Linked DNA regions of Sus scrofa: region 2 is linked to region 1. The links are chromatin contacts, called in public HiChIP or PLAC-seq maps. All regions are on one chromosome and are shown on one strand. The core of a region is the stretch at or near the end of the contact, and the rest is flanking DNA. Distances in the headings are between cores, read along the strand shown. Region 1 overlaps RUNX2 (runt-related transcription factor 2). Region 2 has its middle 250 kb from the start of SUPT3H.

The links. HiChIP or PLAC-seq counts read pairs in DNA pulled down with a chosen protein or histone mark.
Region 2: a contact with region 1 is called in an H3K27ac HiChIP or PLAC-seq map of alveolar macrophages. The contact joins two enhancer-like sites. A contact is called at or near these places in 1 of 47 Hi-C or Micro-C datasets (embryonic fibroblasts) and 1 of 2 datasets of contacts at active chromatin or transcription factors (alveolar macrophages).

The regions. Positions count from the first base shown.
Region 1 is chr7:40,222,620-40,229,796 of Sscrofa11.1, reverse strand. RUNX2 (runt-related transcription factor 2) reads right to left here. Exons shown (of 8, transcript XM_005666074.3): 5 at 7,065-7,169. Among named protein-coding and RNA genes, the nearest start is that of SUPT3H, 65 kb to the right of the region's middle. Within about 2 kb of position 3,071, at least 10 of the 83 cell types and tissues checked have an H3K27ac peak or open chromatin away from gene starts, as enhancers often do. A contact at or near this core is called in alveolar macrophages, where this site is marked.
Region 2 is chr7:40,406,215-40,413,391 of Sscrofa11.1, reverse strand. No RefSeq gene overlaps it. Among named protein-coding and RNA genes, the nearest start is that of SUPT3H, 250 kb to the right of the region's middle. Within about 2 kb of position 2,876, at least 9 of the 83 cell types and tissues checked have an H3K27ac peak or open chromatin away from gene starts, as enhancers often do. A contact at or near this core is called in alveolar macrophages, where this site is marked.

The DNA.
Region 1 (7,177 bases), core at 1,822-4,321:
AGGTTCAATCCCTGGCCTTACTCAGTAGGTTGGGGATCCAGCGTTGCCGTGAGCTATGGTGTAGGTCGCAGATGTGGTTCAGATCCCACATTGCTGTGGCTATGGGTATAGCTCTGATTCAACCCCTAGCCTGGGAACTTCCATATGCTGAGAGTGCAGCCCTAAAAAAGCAAAAAAGGAAGACAGATGACAGCTTTGGTCACTCCTCAAAAGTAACTATGACTTAGAGTGCATACAAAACCCATGTATGTTAGGTATCAGGTTTGCGAGCGTGCTGGCAAGAAAGAATTTTGTAAGCTGGGTGACAGAAAGTATAAAACCTCCAGGCTTGTTCGTTTGAGGATTTATAAGATTCTTCGGCTACAGACCTGGCATGTGGCCGAGCAAGGGAAACAACCTCTTTATGTTCAAACATCTAACGTTCTTCTCAGCATTGATCTGGCTTGGCTAAATACTGACTTGCTGATATAAAACACCACTCTTTTTTTTTTTTTTTTTTTTTTTTTTTTTTTGTCTTTTGTCTTTTTTTTGTTGTTGTTGTTGTTGTTGCTATTTCTTGGGCCGCTCCCGCGGCATATGGAGGTTCCCAGGCTAGGGGTTGAATCGGAGCTATAGCCACCGGCCTACGCCAGAGCCACAGCAACTCGGGATCCGAGCAGCATCTGCAACCTACACCACAGCTCACGGCAACGCCGGATCGTTAACCCACTGAGCAAGGGCAGGGACCGAACCCGCAACCTCATGGTTCCTAGTCGGATTCATTAACCACTGCGCCATGACGGGAACTCCTAAAACACCACTCTTAATTCATCTGATATGTACTGAATCAGTCCAATTCAGAGTGAAGCTACTATCACTGAAGCTTGGAGTCACCTTGTAGAACTTGCAATGTCTCCCAGATTCAAAAAGTCAGGAGATGTTTCGGGAGATGGTAACTCACACATTTATGTCAGGAGTTCCAGCTGTGGTTCAACAGTAAAGAACCCAACTAGGAACCATGAGGATTTGAATTTGATCCCTGGCCTTGCTCAGTGGGTTAAGGATCCAGCATTGCCATGAGCTGTGGTATAGGTCATAGATGGGGCTTGGATCCCATGATGCTGTGGCTGCGGTATAGGCCAGCAGCTGCAGTACCGATTCGACCCTTAGCCTGCAAACTTCCATATTTCACAGGTGCAGACCTAAAAAGACCAAAAAAAAAAAAATTATTTCTCCTGGTAGGACATTTACCATCTAAGTACCCATGGAAGTTGGTGGTCCAGTGAACCACCACCCCCATCGTTCATATCTTTATGGGGTTTCATCCCCTTGAATCGAGGCTGCACCTGTATCTTGCTTTAACCAACAGAATATGGAGGAAGTAACTCCATGCTGGTTCTGAGCTTCGAGAAGCCTTAGAAAAGCCAGAAAGCTCCCACTTTTGCACCTGAGGGAGCCCCAAGATGAAGTCAGACTCGGTCAGGGAGGCCACATGGAAAGGGAGAGGCTCTGGGACTATAGAAGAGAGAGAAGGCCAGCTGTCCCATTATCTCAGCTGAGCCCAACCTTCCAGCCACCCCACCAAGGCATCAGACGTCAGAATGAAGCCATCAGGCATGTTCCAGCACCAGCCACCCTTTTACAGCAGCCACAAGAAAGACCCCAAGAAAGACTGCTGAAAACCCATCTAGAGGCACTCCAGTCACTCCCACAGAATCATGAGAAATAATAAAGTGGTGGTTGTTTTAAGCCATCCCGTTTGGGGATGGTTTGTTACATGGCAGAAGCTAACTGAAAAAGCAGCAAGAGAATGAAAAGGATTCTGACTGTGTAAGGTGCCTTATGCTGCCATGGTCCACACAGCCAATAATATACACTTTCCATCCGTCCTCTTCCCTCACTCAGAACCACTATAATAGAAATTATAAACTGGAGTTCCCATTGTGGCTCAGCAGGTTAAGAACCCAACTAGTATCCCTGAGGACACAGGTTCGATCCCTGGCCCCGCTCAGTGGATTAAGGACCCAGCGTTGCCACCAACTGTGGTGTAGATCACAGACAAGGCTCGAATCCCACATTACTGTGGCTGTGGGGTAGGCTCGCAGCTGTAGCTCTAAGTGGACCCTAGCCTGGGAACTTCCATATGCCACAGGCGCAGCCCTAAAAAACAAACAAAAAAAAAAATGAAAGAAATTATAAACTGTAAATTGTAAACCAACATTGCTAAGCCAGATTTCACCTCCCTGGAGAAATTCTTTAAATCAGACTGCAGTTGGAACCAAGGGCATAAATGGAATCAAGGAGCCTAATAGAAACTAATGTTTAAAAGAGCTAAGTATCGGACTTCCCCTTGTGGCGCAGCAGAAACGAATCCGACTAGGAACCATGAGGTTGCGGGTTCGATCCCTGGCCTCGCTCAGTGGGTTAAAGATCTAGTGTCGCCTTGAGTTGTGTATAGGTTGCAGACGCGGCAGGGATCTGGCTGTGGTATAGGCCGACAGCTGTAGCTCCAGTTTGTCCAAATCGACCCCTAGCCTGGGAACCTCCATATGCCGTGAGTGCAGCCCTAAAAAGACAAAAATAAATAAATAAATAAAAGAGTTAGGTATCCAAACGCATTACTACTATTGCTGCTGCTGCTCCCCTGACTTCTGCTGGTGAACAGACACTCTTCAGAGCTATCCTGCCAACAGAAGGTCAAAACGCCTCGCCTCCACACAAGACTTACAAATTTGGGATCTTAAGTATGATGTCACATCTTAAAATGATAAGCTGGCAAAGAGAATAAATGGCATTTTGTAGAGATGTGCACCATTCTCATGTTTACGCTACTTAAGATGAAGGTGCTAATAAGTCATCAGCTATGTTCCTTTAAAGGGAAGTTGTATAACTGAGATGAATCATAACTGCAAAAGATCCAAGTTAGAAAACATCAATGATGCCATGGGGTACTTTTTAATCTTGTAATGAGTGATGATCATGTGCTCTTATGAAGTTAGTCCAACGGCCAACGCCAGATGTGTATATGAAGAAAAGGAGTTGTTTGTGATGTGACAGCACAGTTTCAGCTGCCAGAGACAGAAGACACAGAAGGACGAAACCTTTCTGACTTGTGAGTGAAAAGCAAGTCTTGGCAGATGTGTTGATAAGCAGGGGCCTCCGAGGGGGGGGACCCTCGTGCCGTGGCATCCTCTTGCGGACGTGGCTGCAAACAAATAGTGTTGATTGTCCGTTCTGCACAGCTGTCCCCAGGCAGGAGGAATACCTGCTCCAGCGCACTTTATAACACTTATTAGTGTCATTGACGACTGAGCAGAAATAAAGCCATCCACGAGAAAAAAAAAAATATATATATATATATATATTACCCTAGAGAACAGAGCCTAGATGGTATCTGTTTCCTGGAAGCACACAGTAAGCAAAACGACAGCAAGCCTCTGACACCAAGGAAATCGACGTAATGAGCCCCCGCTTGATGCGTGTTTACTACACAACAGTCACTGTGCTGTGCCTTTTACACGCATCATTTAACATCTGCAGCAACGGATGAGGAAGACACTACTGTCGCTCTTCTCACTTTAACAGACGAGGAGACGGAGGCAAAGAGAAGGCAGGGACCTCGCCTCCTGCCTCACAGCTGGTGAACAGTGCAGCTGGGCTTTCAATCCAGACAGCCTGACCCCAAAGCCCACACCCTTCCTCACCATGCTCTTGCTGAGTAAAGCCCCAACCCGTTAACCCAGGACTTGTCTTTGTTTAAAGAGCTCATCCACCAGACCTGGCCTTTTCAGTAGATATCATGATCTTGAGAGGAAGGAGTGAAATTCCATGAACAGGAATCAAGAGTACAAATTAGTCCACTCCTTCAAACCATGACACTAACAAACTGATGTACACTATTTTGGTGACATCGCTACTTACAGAATCGACACGTCGTGGGAGAAGATGCTAAAACAATTGCATTCCTTGTCTTTTTTTTTTTTTCCTCCTCTAAGGAAAGCCTTTTTCTAAAGCCTGCCTCTGTTCATGGTCCATAAAACAAGCCACTTGGAAATCTAGACCAATGGTTGGTAAATCACAACTCGTGGGCCAAAGCTCCCGTTTTGTAAATAAAGTTTTATGAAAACGCAGCCACCACATACACAATGGAATACTACTCGGCCATAAGAAGAACAAAATAATGCCATGTGCAGCCGCATGGGTGGAACTAAGTGAAGTAAGTCAGAAAGAGAAGGACAAATACCGTGCGAAATCACTTATATCTGGAATCTAATATATGGCACAGATGAGCCTAAGTACAGAAAAGAAACAAACTCATGGACATGGAGAACAGACTTGTGGTTGCCCAGGAGGAGGGGAGGGAGTGGGATGGACTGGGAGTTTGGGGTTCATAGATGTAAACTATTAGTGGATACGAAATGAGATCCTGCTGTATAGCACAGGGAACTCTATCTAATCATGTGTGATGGAACATGAATACGAAAAAGAATGTATAGATATGTATAGCTGGGTCACTTTGCTGTACAGCAGAAATTGACAGAGCATTGTAAATCAACTGTAATAAAATTTAAAAAAAAACCCTGCAACCCCACTACTTGTTCACAAATTGGTGAGGCTGCTTGTGAGTTACAACGGCAGAGCTGTGTCCTTGCAACCGAGATCCACGACGTTGAAATCACTTACTCTCTCGCACTTTGTGGAAAAAGTGTGCCAACCCATGTGCAAGAGGATCCTCCACTTAACGTTTTATGCACACCAATCAGCCCAAGTGATACTCAGCATGGCAGGAACTTGAAAATCCTGAGCGTTTTCCACACCTGGGAGTCTCCACATTAAAGAAGAGTACTGAGAAGGGAGCTGCACTTAGCAAACATTCAATGCCCAGGATGGCTAGGAGCAGGGCGGAAGAAAACAGTCCAGGACAGAGAGTCCAGGCTGTAGGGTGAGAAGGTCATGGACACCAGACCCATCCTTATATCCAGACCCCCCGAGTTTGGCCGGTCACCTCGTGATATCAGAGACATGACATCACCTCATCACTGATGTTTGGGGTTCCTGAGAAATGTTACTCAGGCTGCTGAGGGTCGTGGCCGGCCACGAGAGATCTATATCTGTGTCTGTGTCCGTCCCCCCCTCCCCGCCCCGCCCCGCCCCCGCCACCCTCCGCAGCACCCAGAACCTGAACTCTGGTCACAGGTGCACCATCCAACCCCTCTCCCTCTCAGGGCAATGAGCCCATCAAATAGTGAATTCTGCCCACACTCTCCAGGCATGGAGGTCATACCATCTTCCCTTGAAAGAGACGTGACTTTCCCAATGCTACTCTACCTCCTCACTTTTGTCATAACTTTCAGAATGAGGCAGCACCCACCTTTCCCCACTTCCTCTCCCACCGACAACTGGGAGGATCACCTTGTGAGCGTCTGGACACACACACACACACACACACATACACACGCACTCATACACACGCACACGCTAATGGTTTTTCCAAGAACTGAGAAAAGTAGCTGAGATCAGCAGGAAACATCTTTGCAAGATAAGTCTCAGTCATGTTAAATGGTAAAAGACGACCATCCTGCTTTAGGCATAACTAAAAGGGATGTCCCTGCCTTTTCAGGGACACGGGGGGCTAAAGAGCTACAATGTTAGACAAGGTCTTCCATCCTGAAGCATCACCCCCCGCCCGGGGTGGATGGTAGTCCAGAGGCAGGCAAAGCCAAGTCAGGCAAAGCCCCAAACCAGGCAAGACAGCCCTGTGCTCATCTATTCACCTGCACTGACTGCATGACCACTGGCCTGAGGACTGGAGACTTGGGGCGACCAGAGACATGGGTAGGGCCACCACCTAACAGGACAGTCTCCAACCGAGCAGACAGGGCCAGCACTCCCGACGCTGGGAGACCTAGAAGAACGCCATCCACGTGACAGGGGGAGAAAAGAAAAACCTCGAAGGCCGGCTCTTGAGGCAGGAAACCTCCCTTTTCAGGCGAGCAGTCAGCCTGCGTGAGAAGAAACAGCAGCAAGAGGAGTGGAAGGCAACGCGTGTTCCCACGGCTCAAGGCCAGGCTGCTGGAGTAGAGGCACCACTTGACCAGCCCTTTGCTTTTGCTCTTACTTTTAGGAGAAGAAGAGAGACACTACTCTCCCTGTCTAGGCAGGTGTATGGTTATATAACAAATATTTCTGCCAGCTGTACCTCCACCACAAACCAAATTAAACTCTCAAAACACAATGGCTGGGCCTCCAATGTATTCACTCCTCAAAGGCAGAGTTCTGTATGATGCTTCCCCTGGCTCAGAATTTTTCATGTTGTCGATATCAAATAATGTTTCATCTCTAAAGATACTTAAATACTTCTATGGTGAGTATGTTCAGATCAGTTTTTTAATGGGGGTGGGCAGGGAGCAAGCCTATTTGAATACAGGAAGAAACTGCATTTTAGCCCAAATGGATCATGTGCCATGATGCTGGTTAAACTTTCTGGGTGTCCAGGCAGACAAACTAAGGTGGATTTAAACCTCGTTGGACGCTATCTGCTCAAAGAAACTACCTGTGACAATTACTCAAACTCGAGCAAACAACAGTGTTGTTGGCAATCAAGCAAGTTATCATTTGCAAATAAATTCTTTGTAATTAAGCAGTGTGCTCTTTATAAAGGGAACTGAGTGGGCGAGTGAAAAACTTAAAACACATTCTTCCACCATGGGAAACAAACACAAATGCTTTTTGACTAAGCTCAGGATTTTTCAGTTTATTGTTTTCTGCCTCAGCTCTCACGGGCCCATTCTGCCTTGTCTATTGTGTCCAGCGGATGAGCAGAACTTTTTGCCAAGAGTTTGACAGTGGCTGAACGTCACAGTTATGTGGGTCTCCCCAATTTCGTGGCCAAGGTTACCAGTGTGATCTGATTTTCTACGCACTGTGACGTTCTCCTAATCCTCCCTCATAAAAAATATAGGCAGATAGCAAATTTGGCAAAGAAACTATTTACAGGAAAGTCGCATGAATTTATGGGGGGATCCATCCCTCACGGGGCTTCCACAAACTCTCTCCCCATTTCCAGTAGAAAGGCAAACACTTACTTCTGGGCTCTCGGGGTCCATCCACGGTAACTTTAATAGCTCTGTGGTAGGTGGCTACTTGCGGAGGATTTGTGAAGACAGTTATCGTCAAGGTGAAACTCTTGCCTGCAGAT
Region 2 (7,177 bases), core at 1,627-4,126, 180 kb before region 1:
GGGAGCTCGGTTCTCCGCTACTCCCACCAAGGAATCAGTGCCTGGAAGATGTTTAGGTTGTTTCTCTCAAAGGGATATTTTCATGGATTTTTTTTTTTTTTTTTTTTTTTTTTGCTACGTCCAGAGCATGTGGAAGTTCCCAGGCCAGGAGTTGCACCCACGCCACAGCAGTGACCAGAGCCATGGTAGTGACAATGCCAGATCCTGAAATTGCTGAACTAACTGGGAACTCTGATTTTTATAGTTTTGTTTGTTTGTTTTTGGTGTTTTTGTTTTTGTTTTTGTTTTTGTTTGGCTTTTTTTAGGGCCGCACCGCAGCATATGAAAGTTCCCTGGCTAGGGGTTAAATTGGAGCTACAGTTTGGGGCCTACACCACAGCCACAGCAACACAGGATCCTTAACTCACTGAGTGAGGCCAGGGATCGAACCCTCATCCTCATGGATACAGTTGTGCTTGTTATGGCTGAGCCACAATGGAAACTTCCTGATTTTTATAGATTTTTACAGGTCTGTGGAGTAAAAAGCCTCTAAAGGATTCATGTCTAGAGGGGACATTGCAGAGTCTATTGGGATCGGGGAGGGGGGGTGCTTTCCAACATGTGGGCAACTGCCTGCGCTCTCTTCTCACTTTCTGCAATCACAAGTCAGAAGACTTTTACTCCCCAGTTATGGGAATTTCCGGTGGAGGGAAGCTGAGCTAATCTCTGATCTCCCTTCCAACTGGATATTCAGGGAAGAGCAGGAGGTAGGAAAGCCCTGGAGCTTTTGCTGCCTTGTGGGAATCATGCTGGCCACCCCCAAAGTTCCATCTAAAATGATGAATTTCAGGAGTTCCTGTTGTGGCTCAGCGGGTTAAGAACCCGACTAGCATCCATGAGGACATGGGTTCCATCCCTGGCCTCACTCAGTGGGATAAGGATCCAGCATTGCCACAAGCTGTGGTGTAGGTCGCACATGGGACTCAGACCCCGCATTGGCTCGGATCCCACGTTGCTGTGGTGCTATGGCTGTGGTGTAAGCTACCAGCTGTGGCTCCAATTCGACCCCTAGCCTGGGGGACTTCCATATGCCGCAGGAAGGGCCCTTAAAAAAAAAAAAAAAAAAAAAAGGTGATTAAGTTCAGGCTGAGAAATGGAAGACAAGTCCAATGTCCTATGAAGGACACCCCTCAGTGAGACGATGCCTGCCCAAGAAGGGTTTGGAACCTTCCAGAGCAAATCCATCTTCCCTCTAGTTAATAATAACAGGTCAGGTCCACTCAAGACGGGGCTGGAGGATGAGCCAGGACCTTGAGTCAGAGCCCCCTGTATTCTGAGAGGGCACAGGTCCGCCCTCTCTAGTCTGAATGACCCAGAGCTGGCTGAGCGCCAAGTCAGAACCCAGTCAGAGACACAAAAGAACAATGTTGTTTCTGGAGTTTTTAAAACTGCTCTTTACTTCTTGGGAAAACTTAAGGTAGGATCAGGAAATCTCCGTTGGAAGAACAGTAGAAGTATTCTAGCCCGACCCCTTCGCTGACACATAAATCCTGGCTCCATCATTTCTGTCTAGTCTTCGCCTGAATGCTCCCAGTGACAGAGTTCTATTTTAAAACAAGCTCTAATTGTTAGACAGTCCTTCCTTATATGTGCAGCTGCAAAAAAGAATGAGGAAGTTCTCATTGTCCTGATGTGGAGAAACCTCCAAGATATACTATCAAATGAAAGGAAAGGGACAAAAAAATGTTATTGAATAATGTTGCGCCATATAGTATCTTTAGGATGTTTTAAAATGAGAAAAAATAAGAACTATGTTCATAGCTGCTTATATGTGCATCAAGGAACGCTGAAAGAATATACAAGACACTTAAAAAAGTAAAGTTTACTTAAGGGGATTCAGGAACAATGAAGCAGAGGATGATGGGAGTAAAGAAAGCTAACACGTACATGGAAGTTACTGCCTGCCAGGAGCTACTCTGTGTTCTTTACATGCGGGAACCCATTTTATCTTCACAGCAATCCTGCCTCATTCTTCCTATTTTTCAGATGAGGATGCTGGGGCTCAGAGAGGTTAAGTAAATTGCCTAAGGTCACACAGCCAGTGAGCAGCAGGAATGCCATACAAATCGAAGCAGCATGACTTCAGAGACCATGCTCTAAGGACCCTGCCAAACATTCCCTTTCAGAGTACAAGGGGGAGAGGGAGCCTTTTCCCTGCATTTGTATTTGCTTTTCTACTTTTGTTAGTTTGGTTGGCTGGTGGGTTAGTTGGTTAGTTAGTTGGCTGTTTTCCTTTTTTAACCATGTGAGTGTATTATATAGTGCTAAATAAAATTTTCTCGGGTTGCTATGAGGAAGCAATGTGACCAACTGGGGGTTGGGTCTTGGGGGCAGAGTTTGAAAAGATCCTTCCCAAAAACATTCCAGAATACCACTGTGCTCTTAAGCATGAGGCCCCAAACCAGTCTCTAACACTGGTCTGACCAACATAACTATTAACTCTCTTGTTTTGAGGACTGTAGTTCTACTAAGACAGCCTCTGTTTACACCTGCTTTTTCAGAATTCTCATTCCTCCATTGCAACTAACTGAAATGTCCTACATCTCTGCCCAAGTCCTTCTGCCAGCTCAGCACTTCTCCATTCCTGCCTGGCACAGTTGTTTCCTAAGCCTGTGTCTAGGATGTTAAATCTCTTCCCATTAAACTTTCTCTTGTTCGTTGGTTTGACCCATTGGTCCAGCCTGCCTCCATTGGCTCCTGGCTCCATTTCCCCCAGTAGTCAAGATCCTTCCCAGCCAGACAGGTTTCCATTTGACAGAGAAGGAGACTTCCTCCCTAGAGAGGGGACTTGCTGGTGGGGAAGAATGACTCAAGGGCCTTTTCCAGGAAGCCCTACTGTCACAGCCCAGTGCCTTTGGAAGACTCCACCCTGCAGGCATTGCCAAGGCTGCCTCCCAGGTGTCCAGCTCTAGCGCCTCCTATAGGAATTGGGAAAGAGTGCATAGGATAGTCTCCATGTGCATGGCACATGTTCAAAGTTGGCTGGTGATTATAGCGGCTTAAGCCATCATGTTCTAGATTAGCTGCTTGGGATTTTCTGAAGCTTGTGCCGAAATCAGAGATGCCATGGGGATGACATCTTCCTTATCTGTGGAGTGATGTGATGTGGAGTTATTCAACAAGCAATCCCCAGAGAACACAGACCAAGGAACCGGTCCAGGAATTCCACTCTCGTCAGCCTGCCCGCCTGCCATATGTGCAGGTTGAAGTGTGTGTCGACGCTCTACCTGTCTTCTCTCCAAGAGATGGGATCCGACAGCTATTTCAAGGATGAGTCAAAAAAAAAAAAAAAAAAAAAAAAAAACGGGGGGATGCCCATCTAATCCGTATGCTAGGAGCCATGCTGGATTTGGCAAAGTGAGTGGAAAAAGCAAGATTCCCCAGGATAAATTCATCCGTGGTCATGAAGATCCCGGAAAACAGGGCAGGGGAGATAGCAAAAACTCAATTGGGTTGATCCAAATGGCTCCAGGACCATCGTCCATGGGAAAAGGCAGGAAAACACAGCAGTGAGTGAACCCTCAAGGGCTGAAAATGCCTTGGAAATGAGGTGACTCCAATCAGACTCAAGGCCAGCCCTGTGCAAAGGTCATGATGGGTTCGTTTGAGATGTGAGACACACCTCAGAATCTGGAACCAAGCCTCAGATGCCCTTAGGAGTTTTAGCTTCACTGGGTGGGGTGAAACTTACAGTGACAGCCTATTAACCTAGACCCCAAGCTTGTGATCTCCAGTTCTGACCCTGGAGGGGCTCTTGAACTTTACGTAAGCAGGGAATACCTCTGTTTCCCCCTCTTGGTGATAACATTTGGGAAGGTAGAAGGCCAAATAAGAGAGGTCGTTAATAACCCCCACCCTGCCTGCCGAACTGATGGTGTCCTATAAATACAGAGATGATAACATCAGGCAAGTCTTCCAAATTCCTTCGAGAATGTCAGAGAATAAATAGGAAACTTTGTTACTGCCATTACCATGAAATGCAAAAAACTGCCTGCGGGGGTGTGTTTTCTGAAATCCCACAACACAGCTTTTTTCTCATCCGTGTAACCATCTTCACCTTGTCAGAACACTTAACAGAAAGTCCCCAGGACTCCATCATGGGCAATTAAACCTCTGGAAAAGTAGAAAGGCCTGGAAAATATGCCCTTCTGACCCCAAACCCAGAAGCAGGTTAGTGCGAGAAGCTATCCCAACTGGGTGCAGCTGGCACCCCTTAACGGATAAAACTGGTTCCAGGAATGAGTCATACTGATTATACCCTTGGGACATCATTCATAAATATCATCTGTCCCCAAAGACTTCCAAAACACAGGAGTCATGGCAGAACACACACGCATATATACATGTAAGCAAGGTTTCTAACAATCGGGCCATTGTTCAGAGTAGAGAAACCAGGCACACCCTTTATCTAAGATAAAAAGAAAATGCAAAAGCAATCAAATTAAATCTATCTTGCCCAACCTGAAAAACAGCACTTGGATTAGAACTACTGTCTATGGTCCCTTTTCCACCACCATTTCTGGGAGCATTTCAACGAGAAGAATACTTTCTTTGGGCCACCCCCCACCCCTACCCCCAGCCAGCCCGCTGGCCCCAATGAGGAAGTGTTCTCAGCCACTTGTTACCCAGGTTCCTTTCCGTCACTATCCTCCCCAAACTGGTCTCATCCTCATTCAAGGAGCCCAACACCTGGTTAACTAAATTTTCTCCTTTCCTATAAAATATGTTCTCAGAGAAATAGCTCTCTCTCTCTTTTTTTTTTTTTTTTGGCAGGGAATAAAACGTCAGACATGTTAATTGCAACATTTCCAGCACGTGTTAATGTTTGGCAATGGGGTGAGGCAAAGGGGTGGTGTATACCATCCACTCTGACGCCCCCAAGGAACTATCTGTGATTCATCACTTCAAGGGATTCCCTCCCACCTCCCACTTCCCACTTCCATCCTGCACAGAATGGAAAGCCTACAAAAGGCTAGCCCTAGGCAATGGCCCCTTGGTCCCATTCCACCATTTTATCCAAAGCAAAACTCCCCCAAGGATGCCTTTCTACAGTACAACCTGGGAAGAGTCAGAAGACCACAGGGCAAATGGCTGGGTGCTGAATGTATTATCTTTGCTGAGCCTGCAGCCTGGGGGTAGAGGAGGGTAGGTTTCAGGCACTCCACACCCCCTTGGTGTCCTCAGTGGGGCTCAGGGACCTTCTGCCGGCTCACCATGGGGAGATGCACAGAGAACTCTGTCCCCACAGCCCCTCCCGCTCCTCCTCTCTCCGTCACATTTCAGGAGTTGGGAACTAACCAGAGCCCTATCCATTCATGTGCAAACCCAGGGGTGCCCATGACCCTGACACCCATACCCTTGTAGAGCATCAACGTTAAAATAAAAATGATCTGCTTCCAACAGAAATTGACAGAGAACATTGTACATCAACTACAATAGAATTTTAAAAACAAATCCTATGCAGTTATAAAAACTTATCAATTACGACAAGTACATCAGCATTCTTATCCTCTATGGACTCTACTACCAATGGCAGACTCAACATCTAGGTTCTAAATACCTGACATCAATGTTCATAAGGAAGTTCATTTATTAATGTGTAATTTACCATCTGTTATATAAATACAGTATTAACTATAAAATAGATTTCACTATTAATATCAAAAAAATAAAATAGAAATGATGCTCCCCCATGCCTGCCCTTTAGAGGGCATCTGATAACCAACCTCCCATTGGATACCCATCTTCTAATTGCCCCCCAGAAGCTGTCACCCCAAGTAGAAATCCTTCTGGCATTGATTCTGCATATTCCAAACATGCATGCAAAGAGAGAGGCAGAGAGAGGGACAGAGAGAAGCAGAGTTTCACACGTCACCAGGGCTGGAAGACACCTCCTTAGAATAAGCCCGGGCAAGCCACTCATTGTTTTTTTTAATTTTTTTCAGTGGTTATAGGTCTGTTGAATATTCTGGTATTTATTCTGAGTCAACTCTGGTAAATTACTTTACTAGGAAATTATCCATTTAAATTTTCAAATGTATGGCATAAAATGATTCAAGATTGCCCTGTGCTTCTGTTCCTTTTTCCATCATTTGCTCATGCCTTCTGTCCTTTCTTGCTTCATTTTGCCACAGATTTGTCTTTTCAGAGGACCAGCTTCTGCCTTTGTCAATCCCCTCTTGAATCTTTGCTTCTGTCCCTTTAATCCCTGCTCACGCTTGTACTCCGCCTTCCTTCTCGTCTCATCCTGACTCTTGCATTTCTCTTAACTTCCTGAGTTGGACACTTCGCTCATTAATATAAGGACTTTTTTTGTTTTCCAGTTGTAATGCCCACTCTCACCCAGGTGATCACATGACCACAGTAAGCCTCCCTTACTCCCATGTCTTGTCCCTGATTTTAGGGGATCAACTTCACTAATGAGAACATGAGACAAGAAATATGGAACAGCTGGCTGGCAGACCAGGGTCAGACATGTCTCTATAGGGGGGTTCCTCATGGTAATCCAAAAGCTGGACTCTCTCTCTCTCTCTTTTTTTTTTTTTTTTTTGCTTTTTAGGGCCGCACCCACAGCATATGGAGGCTCCCAGGCTAGGGGTCCAATCGGAGCTCTATCTGCCGGCCTACACCACAGCCACAGCAACACCAGATCCCAGCCAAGTCTGCAACCTACACCACAGCTCATGGCTATGATGGATCCTTAACCCAGTGAGTGAGGCTAGGGGTCGAACCCCCAGCCTCATGGTTACTAGTCAGATTCTCATGCACCGAGCCACAACAGGAACTCCTGATCTCTCATTTCTTAAAAGAGGGCATTGAAGCCAGAGAGAGAAATGGCTTGACAAAGGTCAATGGCAAATAAGTGACAAGTCGGACATCAACCCAAGGCCCTCTGTCTCTTTTCCATGCTGTCTCCGTTAGAAAAGCAAGTGGTAAGCGTATAAGCATTAACTCTGCCTCCATAGCATTAGATGATCTTTGACTCTCTAGTTTTCTATCTGTTGGAAGTATGACACTTCTTTGGGCCATCCCAAACATTAAAAGAATTGCTCGTGTTTAAGTTGGGAGTGTGTGCGTGTGTGTGCTATTGTTGGTGATCATCACTGAAAGACTGTCCTTGCTCATGGTGGAGTCTGAC